Regions from separate parts of the Sus scrofa genome. Here regions 1 and 2 are each linked to region 3. Evidence: chromatin contacts called from public HiChIP or PLAC-seq data. All regions are on one chromosome and are shown on one strand. Each heading gives the region's core, a stretch centred on a gene start, on an enhancer-like site or on the middle of the called end of the contact. The rest is flanking DNA. Distances are from core to core; before and after follow the strand shown.

Evidence for each region. HiChIP or PLAC-seq counts read pairs in DNA pulled down with a chosen protein or histone mark.
Region 1: a contact with region 3 is called in an H3K27ac HiChIP or PLAC-seq map of alveolar macrophages. The contact joins two enhancer-like sites. A contact is called at or near these places in 3 of 47 Hi-C or Micro-C datasets (all in embryonic fibroblasts) and 1 of 2 datasets of contacts at active chromatin or transcription factors (alveolar macrophages).
Region 2: an H3K27ac HiChIP or PLAC-seq map of alveolar macrophages shows a contact between it and region 3, with 2.0 times the contacts expected there. The contact joins two enhancer-like sites. A contact is called at or near these places in 3 of 47 Hi-C or Micro-C datasets (adipocytes, embryonic fibroblasts and heart right ventricle) and 1 of 2 datasets of contacts at active chromatin or transcription factors (alveolar macrophages).

The regions. Positions count from the first base shown.
Region 1 is chr11:18,946,689-18,950,623 of Sscrofa11.1, reverse strand. No RefSeq gene overlaps it. Among named protein-coding and RNA genes, the nearest start is that of CYSLTR2, 62 kb to the left of the region's middle. Within about 2 kb of position 2,528, at least 21 of the 83 cell types and tissues checked have an H3K27ac peak or open chromatin away from gene starts, as enhancers often do. A contact at or near this core is called in alveolar macrophages, where this site is marked.
Region 2 is chr11:18,903,368-18,907,394 of Sscrofa11.1, reverse strand. No RefSeq gene overlaps it. Among named protein-coding and RNA genes, the nearest start is that of CYSLTR2, 110 kb to the left of the region's middle. Within about 2 kb of position 1,819, at least 25 of the 83 cell types and tissues checked have an H3K27ac peak or open chromatin away from gene starts, as enhancers often do. A contact at or near this core is called in alveolar macrophages and embryonic fibroblasts, where this site is marked.
Region 3 is chr11:18,835,417-18,839,504 of Sscrofa11.1, reverse strand. No RefSeq gene overlaps it. Among named protein-coding and RNA genes, the nearest start is that of FNDC3A, 80 kb to the right of the region's middle. Within about 2 kb of position 1,969, at least 4 of the 83 cell types and tissues checked have an H3K27ac peak or open chromatin away from gene starts, as enhancers often do. A contact at or near this core is called in alveolar macrophages and embryonic fibroblasts, where this site is marked.

The DNA of each region.
Region 1 (3,935 bases), core at 1,279-3,778, 110 kb before region 3:
TTACTGTTAAGGCCAGGTTTGTTTGTTTATTTACTTACTTACTTACTTAGCTTTTTAGGTGGCATGTGGAGGTTCCCAGGCTATGGGTCAAATGGAGCTACAACTGTGGGCCTATGCCACAGCCACAGCAACGCAGTATCCGAGCCTTGTCTGTGACCTATACCACACCCCATGGATACACCAGATCCTTAACCCACTGAGCGAGGCCAGGGATTGAACCTGCAACCTCATGGTTCCTAGTCAGATTGTTTCTGCTGCACAACAAAGGGAACTCCTGTTAGGCCAGTTTTAGATAGGTTTCCTGCTACTCGTAATATAGAATCTAACATAAAGTGCCTGCAAATGAATTCCTGAGCACCTCCTCTTCTTCGGTGAGACTGACTCTGAGGTCCATACCTGCTACGATGGGATGAATGGAGTCCCCCCAAAAGAAACGTCCCCCTGGAACTTGTGAATGTGACCTTATTTGGAAAAAGGGTCTTTGCTGATGGAATTAAATTAAGGATGTCAAGATAAGATACACTGAATTAAGTGGGTGGGCCCTAAAACCAATGACAAGTGTCTTGATAAAAGAAGGAAAAGGATACAACAAGGACAGAAGAGTGGGGCAGGCCGTGTGAAGGCAAAAGCAGAAGGTGAAATGATACAGCCACAAACCAATGCCTGTCTGGAGCCACCAGAAGCTGCAAGAGGCAAGGAAGGATTCTCTCCTAGAGTCTTGACACTAGAGCCTCAGGACATGTTAGTTTTGGACTTCTAGCCTCCCAAACTGTGACAGAAAATATTTCTATTTTTTTAAACCAAAGATTTGTGGTAATTCGTTAGGATGGCCCTCAGGAATTAATACACCTTAGGAGTGTGATCTGCGTGTCTACAACTGCCAGCAAGAGGGGCCCTCATGGCCAGGAATTTCTACTGGAGAGGTTGCCGGAATATATTCATTCACAGTCTCATCTTAGCTGTGGTTCTTCCATTTATGATGCATGATTCCTTCCATATCCATATCCTGAAATTTTAGCAAGGTCTCCCCCCCCCCTTTCCTATCAAAATTTCAAGCAAACTAGGCTGGCTATATGTGCCAGGAACTGTTCCAGTTTCTACCTACCCTCCCAACGTTATTATTAATAGCACCCCTTCACTCTCAAAGCGTCCTAATTTGGTCAGTTAATTCTACGGTCACCCAAGGGGAATTCAACCCCTGTTAATGAAATCCATCAGCTTCTGCCAAGCTCATTATGTTTAAGCCACCGGTCATCGCCTTCCTCCTCACGCTTCCTGAGGGACGATACTGTGCCCAGGGCGCTGGTCCCTTCATGGCCACCGGGGATGGACTGGGCTGGTCAGAAGCGAGAGGTTTTTGTCACCCATCTTCAAAAAGTGATCCGGCCACCCGCCTTCCTTAGGAATTTGAGATTGGGAAATGAGAGGCTGACGAGGAACAGAGCTGTAATGAGGCAGCGCCGACGACTTCAGTAACACCCAGTGGGTCTCCCAGGGAAAGGGCGGGGGGTGGGGGGGGGGTCGTCCTGTGCCCCGCGGCGCACCCGGCTGGAAACGCGCTCTAGGGGGCGCCCTGCACACAGACCGCCTGGCGCCTGATGCGATGGGGGGTAGCCCTGAGTGCTCGGCTGCCGGGCATCGTTGGCTTCCAGTTCCAGTTGCGAGTTACCAGTGGTTCTCACACTCGGCTGTATGTCAGCATTACCTGGGGACTTACAAAACATCCTGACCCCCAAGTCACACCCCAGACTTACTAAACGAGAACCTCGGGAGTGAAACCCAGATCTGAGAAGCTTTAAAAACTCCTCAGCTGAGGTGAATGTGTCGTCCAGTTTGTGAACCACTGATAACCCCCCGGGGCCCCTTCGCTGAGGTCATTTAAGTGGGTCTCTGCGCCAGTCAAAAGACTGGTGTGTGTCACTCTCCCCAGGCTTTTGAGGGCGCTTTGACACTTCCCTGGTGTTCTAGGGAGCAGGATATGGTCTATGACAGTCTTCTTACTGGCCGGCTGTCATAATCCTTATCCAGAAAAATCTTGTGCACTTTGCCTGACACTCTAAATAATGAGGTAGTTAAATTGCTGGCTAATTTCATGAGCTGTGCAAAGAGCTCTTTGCATGAAAATGAGGATTATGTAAAACAGAATCTTGGTTTTGCTCATCCCTCCTGCTTCATTCCTCTTGGTGCTTCTGAAGACAGGATGAGTCATCTCTCAGCTACAACTGGACTGGAATTTCTTTAAAAATACACGGAACAAAACTGATTGTGCATTTTCTCTTTCAGTATTTTTTACTGGGGTTTCAGCCTCTTTATTTTCTATCATGTTTCTGTCCTGCCTGGATATAAACATTTCTGTTCCAGCAGCGGCAGCTGGCAAATGCCAGAGGTTTATAAAAGTGTAGAGGGACATAGGAACTATATTTGGGCATGGCCACTTTGAATGACAAATTGAACACGTTCTGGAATGTTCTTTATTATAAATGGACCTGGAGGAAGAGACTTTTCTGTCCACTAGGTGACTCCCTACTATATGTGCCAGAGAATCATGGATCATTTGTTATTATGGGCAGCATCCACCCCCACAACACCTGAGCACCACTTTTAGAAATGAGATTAAATGATAGGATTCTAGAGAGAAAAATCTCTGGTGATCCACAGTGACACCATCATGGTGATTTACTTAGTTCTCCCCGTGAAAAGCTAACAGAGAGAGAAGGACAAGCTACGCCTTTTCAGGTAGATGTAGAGGCCCGGCTCTCAAATGGAGCTCCAGGCCCCAGCCTGTGATGGGCATTAATAATTCCTGGCTTCCTTACTGAATGCAATGCCCAGAGATTTGAACAGATGCCAGCCAAAGGAGATGCTGTGAGAATGCTGGGCCAGGCCTTCTCTAAAAGCAAGAGAAACGCTCATTCTCTTTATAACACTCCATGCTCTTTCTGTCTTGGCTTTTTTTTAATACCCGTTCTTCTTACCTGTCTGGTAAACTTGTTCTCCTCCTTCACGACCCAGCTCTAGGGACACCTCTGTGAAGGCCTCTCTTGCTTCCTGTGCTGGGATGGGCGGGTCCTGGCCATGGTGCTATTATTGCACATATCAATCTCTTGAGCTCACTTAGCCACGGCCCTTCTCGCTCGCTAAAAATCCCTCTGAAGGTGGGACTAGCTCTGAGGCGTCCCTTTACCCCATAGCCTGTAAAAGTGCCTGCTGGCTCAGAGCTGATACTCAAGGAATAGATGGTACTTTCGGAATGACACCGGAAGGGAGACAAGAATGAACATTATTTAAGGATGCCTACGTGTGTGGCGCTTCCATACATTATTTTAAATCTTCTGAACAACCTTATGAGGTAAATATAAGAATAGTGAGGCTCAGAAATATTAAGGGTCTTTCAGGGCTAATAAGGGGCAGGATTCAATGGAGCTCCCTGACTCCCAGTCATGTTCTCACCACTCCATGATAGCCTGAGTTCCTCTTTTCAAATGGAACCATGTTGGATTTCCCTGGTGGCCCACTGGGTTAAGGATCCAGCATTGTCACTGCAGTGGTTCTGGTTACTGCTGTGGCACAGGTTCGATCCTTGGCCTGGGAACTTCCACTTGGCCGCAGCTGCGGCCAAAACAAAGTGGAACAAGGTATTCCTTTTCCTTAAATAGACCATGTGAATAAGCCCAATTCACTTTATTTGAAAATTGCAGAAGTTCCCGTCGTGGCTCAGTGGTTAACAAATCCGACTAGGAACCATGAGGTTGCGGGTTCAGTCCCTGGCCTTGCGCAGTGGGTTAGGGATCCGGCATTGCCATGAGCTATGGTGTAGGTCACAGACGCAGCTCGATCCCGCGTTGCTGTGGTTCTGGCGTAGGCCGGCGGCTATAGCTCTGATTGGACCCCTACCCTGGGAACCTCCATATGCCATGGGAGCCACCCAAGAAATG
Region 2 (4,027 bases), core at 570-3,069, 68 kb before region 3:
TGACCCAGAAACATCCTCTGACTTTGGCCCTGAGTTGCCCCCGCCCTGCCTTTTCCTGCCCTGAATGTGTTTTTAACGTGATGCCACCTCGAGCCTTCTTCATCCTAATTTACCATTTGTATACTAGTCATCGACGCTGACCATATTAAGCCAAAGGAATTTGTGGAAGGACATAAGGGCTCAGAGAATCAACAGGAGACTGGAGGCATTAAACCATTAAAATTGACGGAACCAAGGGAACCCAGAGACCAGATGCAAAAAGAGCTACAACCCATGAAGGTGGGTTGATTGGCCACTGTCCCTGGTCCCTGTGATGACTGTCCATTTCTCGTGTTGTTTCAGCACTTGCTCAAGATTCCAATTCCTATGACAGTGAGTCTGATTAGTTGAGCCCAGATCAGAAAGAGGGAGGATGGGTTCCTTTCAGGTTCCTTAGAGGAAGGGATGTGTCTTCTGCCCCATCAGGACCACACACACACACCAGGGAAGGACAGTTCCCTCCAATGAAATCAGGATGCTGTCAAAGAGCATTGATGGTGAACAGCCAAAAGCAACAAATGACCATTTTCTACCCATTATCTTGTGTTTCAAAATCCATGACTGACCTTTTGATTCTAAAATGATCACAACTCCACATTTCCATTACATCTTAAAAACTCCTAATTACCTTGGTTCACTTCTTACTTCACATCTCTTAAAAGAGTTTCAATCTTGGGCTGAATCATCAATGATTTGGGATTTTTTTTTTTAGGGCCACACCTGCGGCACATGGAAGTTCCCAGCCTAGAGGTCCAACCAGAGCTACAGCTGCCAGCCTACACCACAGCCACAGCAACACCAGATCCAAGCTGCATCTGTGACCTATACCACAGCTCATGGCGATGCTCGATCCCCAACCACTGAGCGAGGCCAGGGATCGAACCTACAACCTCATGGTTCCTAGTTGGATTCATTTCTGCTGCGCCATGATGGGAACTCGGATTTGGGATTTTTTTTAACTATATCAACAACCAATTTTATAATCTGCAAAATGTTTAATAAATGTGAAGTGTGAGGATAGAGTCTACTACCATCCCTGTAAATCAAGTCCAAATGACAAATACCTTTCCGGGCATTAAATAGGCTCCCCAGTTTAGTACACTGGGTTTCCAGTAGACATCTGGGATAAATAAGAGCGTGTGTGTGTTTTCTTAAGCTTCTGGTTTAGCAGTCAACAAAACAGCATGTTCTCCACAAAAAATGCTGTTAAGATGCATGGTATTTCTCCAGTAAGACACACATACCATTCAACAGGCATCAGGCGTTTATAAAGTGAGTCCTTCACTCTTGCTCCACTGCCCATCGGGGACGGTTTCAGGCTCAGCCTTCATTCCTGGCTCTTTGTACAGGCCAAACCTCCTTCCCAGGAGCCCTCCCGGAGGTTGGTGTGCACAGCGCCTGCTGTGGCCAACGAAACTGTGTTGCTGCATATGGCCCACGTCAGTGACTTGGCGCTCGGACCAAAGTTAATATTTGGTAAACAAGCCTGCTGCCTTAAATTCCCCTTGAATCACTTTTCCTGTTACACAACCATTCGGTCAAGGAAATGCTGTCCACACAGATGAGTGGTGAAAACAGGGCCTGTCTCTAAACCAGCTTCGGCTGCAGAAGGGGAATGAGACGCCTGCTCCCTTTGTCTGGGCCCCAGGCCTGCAGATGCTGACCCTCTCCAGCGCCCTGCTGTAGAAGGGCTTCCCTCCCTCTCTCCTGGAGACAGACCCTTACACCAGCTTACACTGGCTGCCTGCGATGTATTATGTAATGCTGACTCTGTACCACCTGCGGTGAGTCACCAGGTCAGACTGCACTTGTCTAGAACAGAGAAATTCTTGACAAAAACGCACAAAGTGGCGGAGGAAGAGGAAACGGTTGATAACGCTCCCTCCATCACTCTGAGCTTCATCACTAACTTGTCTTCTGTGTTATTTTTGGAAGTGATTTCATTCTATGCTTGCTGGTCTCTGGTTACTTATCTTACTCTGGCATGTTTCATAAGGAAGATGAAGAAGATCGACCTCTTCTCTACACCTCATTTGTCTTCCTAAGACTCACAGCAGGGTATTCGTATTCCACATGCCATGGGACTATTACAAATATATATAAAGGCAAACAACAATACTCTCTGCTTCATAGAAGCGCAATAAATACTTGCTGATAAAAAGCCAAACCCCATCCAAGGAGAAAAGAAAATGCCAGTTATGCAATGATTCCTCTTTATAACCAATCAAGGGCCCTCATTCATTCACTCATTACATTTATTGAGTGCCTCCACGGCCAAGCACAAGGCCAAACAAGACACAGTCCCTGCTTTCACAGAGCAACAGATAGTGATCAAATCATTACACATACATGCAAAGTGCAATGGTGACCAATGTTAAGAAGAGATATAAAATGCTATACAAACTACACAATGAGATCTGATAAGCCAGACAGATCAGGAAAGTCTTCTCTGAAGAAACGGCACTTGCGCTGAGATCAGAAAGGTGAGCAGGAGTTCCTGTCGTGGCACAGTGGTTATCGAATCCGACTAGGAACCATGAGTTGTGGGTTTGATCCCTGCCCTTGCTCAGTGGGTTAACATCCGCGTTGCCGTGAGCTGTGGTGTAGGTTGCAGACGCGGCTCGGATCTTGCGTTGCTGTGGCTCTGGCGTAGGCTGGCAGCTACAGCTCTGATTCGACCCCTAGCCTGGGAACCTCCATATGCCGCAGGAGTGGCCCAAGAAATGGCAAAAAGACAAAAAAAAAAAAAAAAGAAAAAAGAAAAAGAAAGGTGAGCAGAACTTACACAGCGGAGAAGAGCAGAAACGAGCATCTCAGGCTAAGAGAAGAGCTTGGGGCAACTGAAAAGTCATTGTGTCTGGACAAAGGGAGTGAGGGGAAGCAAGACAGGACAGGAGCCTGAAAGCCAGCCAAGGGACACACTCAGGAGTCCGCCTTGTCCTAAGAACCACAAGAAATCACTGAAAGACTTTTCAGGCCCTGGAACGAGCACACCTGGGCTGGGCTTGCAGATGGAGACCATGAAACTCATGGGTACCAATCAGTTCCCCTCACAAGCTCTCTGAAGCATCACAGTAGATATGAGAACAACATGGACAAAAGATACCTCGCGGGTCCCCACTCTACTTCTCATGCATCTTAGGGTGTCAGCTATGACCAGTAGGCTGTCAGAGAGGCCAAGCCTTTAAGTGTGAAACTTAACTATGGGGCTTCCAGTATTTATTTGCTCAGCCATGTAAGGCAGCAGCCTGCCCACTCAAAAACCCACGTCACCCGGCTTAAAGTCTCAGGTCTGGTGATGAAATTCTCACTGGGCTGTATTTAAGACTTTTCTGTGCTTTGTTGCAAAACCTGGGAATTTTCTATCTGTGTCCATTTAGGGGCTTTCCATTGGCCAAACCTCGCTGTTTGGCCACAGGGTTTCAAAAGAGGGTTAGTAATACAGAGATTTTTATTCTGAAAGTATTGCTTTGGGTCCAACGTGTGGAACCATTACAGGAGGTCTGTGTTGGGGGTGGTGAGAGCAATGAGAAGGTGATACTGGCTTGGACCAGTGCGGAGACAACAAGGGATGGTTAGCGTAGGACAAACTGAAGGGAACAGAGACAAGAGATATTTAGGAGCAGAGTATCAACAGGCTCAGTGGGTGATGCAGAGATGAGATTCTAGATTACGAATCCTACAATCAGACGGATTCTCAACTCATTACAAACTCGTAATCGGACACTCTATGTTTCCAGTTCAGCATATAAGGAGCCTGGGAGTAACCACTCCATCCTAACAAGTAGCAAGCTGAACGGACTGAAAAGCCAACAACCTTTTTGGATCCTTATGAGAGAGGAGGACCCAGGGCAAACTGCTGCCCCAAGATGGGAGAGAGAGGCAGGAGGTACAGGGAGGTCGGCTTATGGGACAAGAGACTGGTGAGCAGAAACCAAGAGAAGCCAGGGGCATGTAGGAAAATCTGAACTGTAATGGGTGAGTTGCT
Region 3 (4,088 bases), core at 720-3,219:
TTTTGGCTACATTGGGTACCTCATATAAATTTGCCTTCCTGTGACTGGCTTATTTCACTCAGCATAATATCCTCAAGGTTTATCTGTGTGGTAGCAGTGTCAGAATTGCCTTCTTTAGGGCTGAGTGATTATCCACTGTATGTTTAGACCACATTTTCTTGTCCATTGATCTGTCAGTGGACACTTGGGTTGCTTCCACCTTTTGGCTATTGTGAATAGTGCTTCTGTGAATATGGGTTTACAAATATCTATTCAAGGCTCTGCTTTCCGTTCTTTGGGTCCAGGCAGATCTCTGAGATATTACAGGTTCCATTCCTGAACATCACAATAAAGTGAATTTTGTAATTTTTAAAAGTTATAATGGAATAGATGGGCCAATAACACTGAAAAACTTGAGATACCCCAGACAGCTGACATCTGCTCTAAGACCCTTTAGATGTGCTTCAGCTCTCTCTCCACCTCCCTAATCTCAGCACTTAAGGTGTCTTTCCCCCTATGCAAGCAACACACACAACAGCAAGGGAAGGAGCATTTCAAATTTCTTATGGGAGAAAGAACCACTGCTTTGTATGTGAGCTATAAACAAAACCTTGATGCCACTACACTGCCTGTACACCAACCCTGGACATGCCCCTGACCATGCAAGAACAGGGACAGCTTGTGTGTACAGAATCCATTAAATTGCTGCAGCCCTGCAATCATTCTCCACGTTGGACATCAGCAGATTGGTAAAAAGCCCCTCTGGGGGCAGTAGAGAGGAGAACCCATTAACTTGGACCCGTAAGTCCATAGAAGACATGTTAAAACTCTCCCCACACCCTCGTCTCAGGTAATAAGCAATGCCAGCATGACTCCATTGCTCCCACCAGAGCTGATGGGTCAAGCCCTGTTTTAGCAATACCCCATACAATACCAGACTCTTCTCCCATAACACTTCCACAATTGTATTATTGTGTTTCTAGAGCAGTGATCCTGCATGATTCCATATTAAAAAAAAAACCTCAGATCCACATAATAAAATAGAACCTCTCTCTGAACAGTCTCAAACATGCACAAACAGCCTCAATAGTAAATTTCATACGGGCAGAAACTCTGGGTATGTCTGGTTCACCGTTATCTCCCGGGATCTAGCTCAGCGCCTGGCAGATAGCATGCCCTCCATGACTCGGTCTCTTTAGTCTTCCTTTAGGCCAGGCTTCATTTGTGTGGTCTGGTCTCCAGTCTTTAAGCACCACACTTTAATCCATTCAGGCAGCTGGCTGCCTCCGTCTCCCTGAAGAGTTCCAGGATAAGAGGCCTCATTGCCTCCCTAGGCTGCTGAGTCATCTTCCTATCAGGAAATTGTTTCTGCCTTGGCTAAATAGGTAAGCAATTTTCTGACTATTTCAGACAAAAAACCTAAGTTTAAAAAAGATGAAGTGAATAGCTCAAGGTTATACGCAAACTCTGACCCAGTTAGGAACAGAACCCAAGTGGTTCCTAACATTCAATCCTAGAGTTTCAATACTGCTTCTTTTGCAGAGGAACCTGTCTTTATCATTTAGATATTGTTCCCAAATCACTTGCTAGAGATTCTGCCTAAATATTGAAGGTAAAACAGCTTCGTGTATCCAATGGAGAAAGGATATATATAAAAAGAACTGTTTCCCACATGAGGAATGAATCACTGTAAAGAACATTTGTCCTATCGTTTCATTATAAAATAAGAGCATTCCTCCTGGTTGTCACAAAATCCAAATGCTGCGTTTCTGTTACTAAACAATCCTTTCAACACCAAGCCAAAAATAAGTCACAATGTTAATGCAAACATCTTGCAAGCCAAATAAAAGGACTTGTGCCAGATTTATCAGACTTAGAGGAAAATTGTGTCAGATCTGTCTGTCTCTGAGAAACTTTCTATTAGATCACCAGTCAATAGGGTACCAGCATCTGCTGATGCTCACTGAAAAACATGAGTAATAGCAGACGGCTTTAGAAAATACATTTTTCTTCCATAGTTAGCAATGCATGACTCACTAGAATTCTCCAGACTCTATACTGCATAAATGACTCAAAATTCTACCAAGGACAGAGCACAATCAGTTCTCTCTTCCTGCACCAAGATTTCTCATTTCAATTATCACTGACTTGTTAGCTTACCTCAAAGGCAGAAAATCTTGATCCATTCTCCTTCCTCTTTTGAACACAGTGGTACATGTTTTGATATAAAAATAAATGTTGAAGTGCTGCAGGAAAACCGAAATTAAACATTGGAACGAAGGCTCAAACAATCTTCAGTTGGCCCAGTTCTCCCCATTTGGGAGGCCATATGGGACTATGACCATGACTAATTTCCTTCTGGACTCTTGACCAAGACATAGAGCTTATTGCAATATGAGAAATACTTTATTGTTAAAGACCAATAACCTGCCCATCCAAATCTTCAATAGCCGGTAATAGTAATCAAAGATACTTTGAGAAATAGCTTAGTAGTTACTCTCCAGGTCAGAGGTCTTGATTTCCATCAAATACCTATTTTCTTTGATAATCACAGTAGTCTCCCAGTTGAGGACCACATTTCTAGGCTCTTTCCTTTCTATTCCATCTGGACTTTCAACTCAGATTAATTTTCCTGAAAGACTGTTCTGATTATGATGTTAGCTCAGCATGGTAATGAGGAGCATAGGTCTTAAAATTAGACTACCTGGTGAAAGTGAGGATGGAGAGATAGCAGATAACATTGATAGGACACAGTGATGAGCCAAAAATGGAGTGAGGCAGAAGATGAAGTCAAAGACTCCACCCGAGTTTCTGGCTTATGAGATTGTTTGGAAACCTAGGAAACCTGCAGGAGGAGCGATATTTTGTTTTATTGGGACTAGCGGTGGAGATGAGTTTTATTTTAGACAAATGAACTTGAGTTGCCCATGAAACACCTACTCAGTGTCCAAAAGGCAGTTGAACATAAAGGTGGGGAACTTAGGAGTTAAATCTGGGCTGAAATATAGATTTATGAGGCATCAATGTATTACTTCTTTCTTTTAGATGATGAATCTGAGACACAGAAATATGAAGTAACATGCTCAGGGTCATACATGTTGGTGCAGAGCAGAGATGTAAACCCTAGTGTTCCCAAATCTTCACCCTTCGCAGGTAGATGTGCAGCTCTAACGACAAGCTTTGATCAGGAATGGCAGGAAGATGTTGCAGAAGAACCATACTCGTTAACTTCCACTGCACATTTCCATTTCTATAATATATAGAGAAATGTAAATGTGTTTTATTGTGTGATCGTATATGTTCTGCAGCTGGTGCAGCCACCAAATTGCCTGCTGACGAGCAACCAGCTACTCACTTTTGTCCTTTGGATGCATTTCCAACAAAAAATCTCTATTAAACCAAGAGAAATCCAGTAACACCTTCTGAAAGGTCTCTTCCTTGCTCCTGTGATCTAGCTCAAAGAGTGCAAGCTGTCAGATGTGCCTTCATTTTATAGGTACCTTAGGCCCCCTAACTTTTTTTGTGTGCTACCCAAGGAGTCTGTGTAGGAGGGAGCAACAGGCATCAGTATGTCAACTGCATCAAGCCTGGGAGCCCAACCAGTCATTCCTGCTGCCATGGGATGGAAGTTGCAACTTTTGAAGTCACTGAGCAAGTGCATTAAATATAACTTTTAAAATAACCCTACATTGAATATCAAACAATGACCAGAAAAGACCTAGGGGTGAATAATTTTAGTCATATTATTTTAGGATCTTAAGAACACAATGGAAAATAATGGAAGATGCACAGCTGTGAATTAAAACTCTAGAGGTACCACCAAGAGCTTTCCTGGTATGGGGAGGTCAGCCCACTTTTCAGCCTTTTTGTTTGTTTGTTTATTTGTTCAGTGAGTATTTCCTGAGCCAGCCCCTCTCTCCCTACAATTCTTTTGGTCCTGTCTTTTTTGTTTCTCTGCCTCTAGCCTAATGAGCTTTCCCCCAGATCTCTTCATATTAACTTATGGCTTGAAGAGTAAAAATTTTAACACTTTTAATCCCTCTTTCTCATACAGTTCTCAGCTTCCCTGCTTCCCCTGCTGGCATGTTGCTCTAGTCCATTTCCTGCCT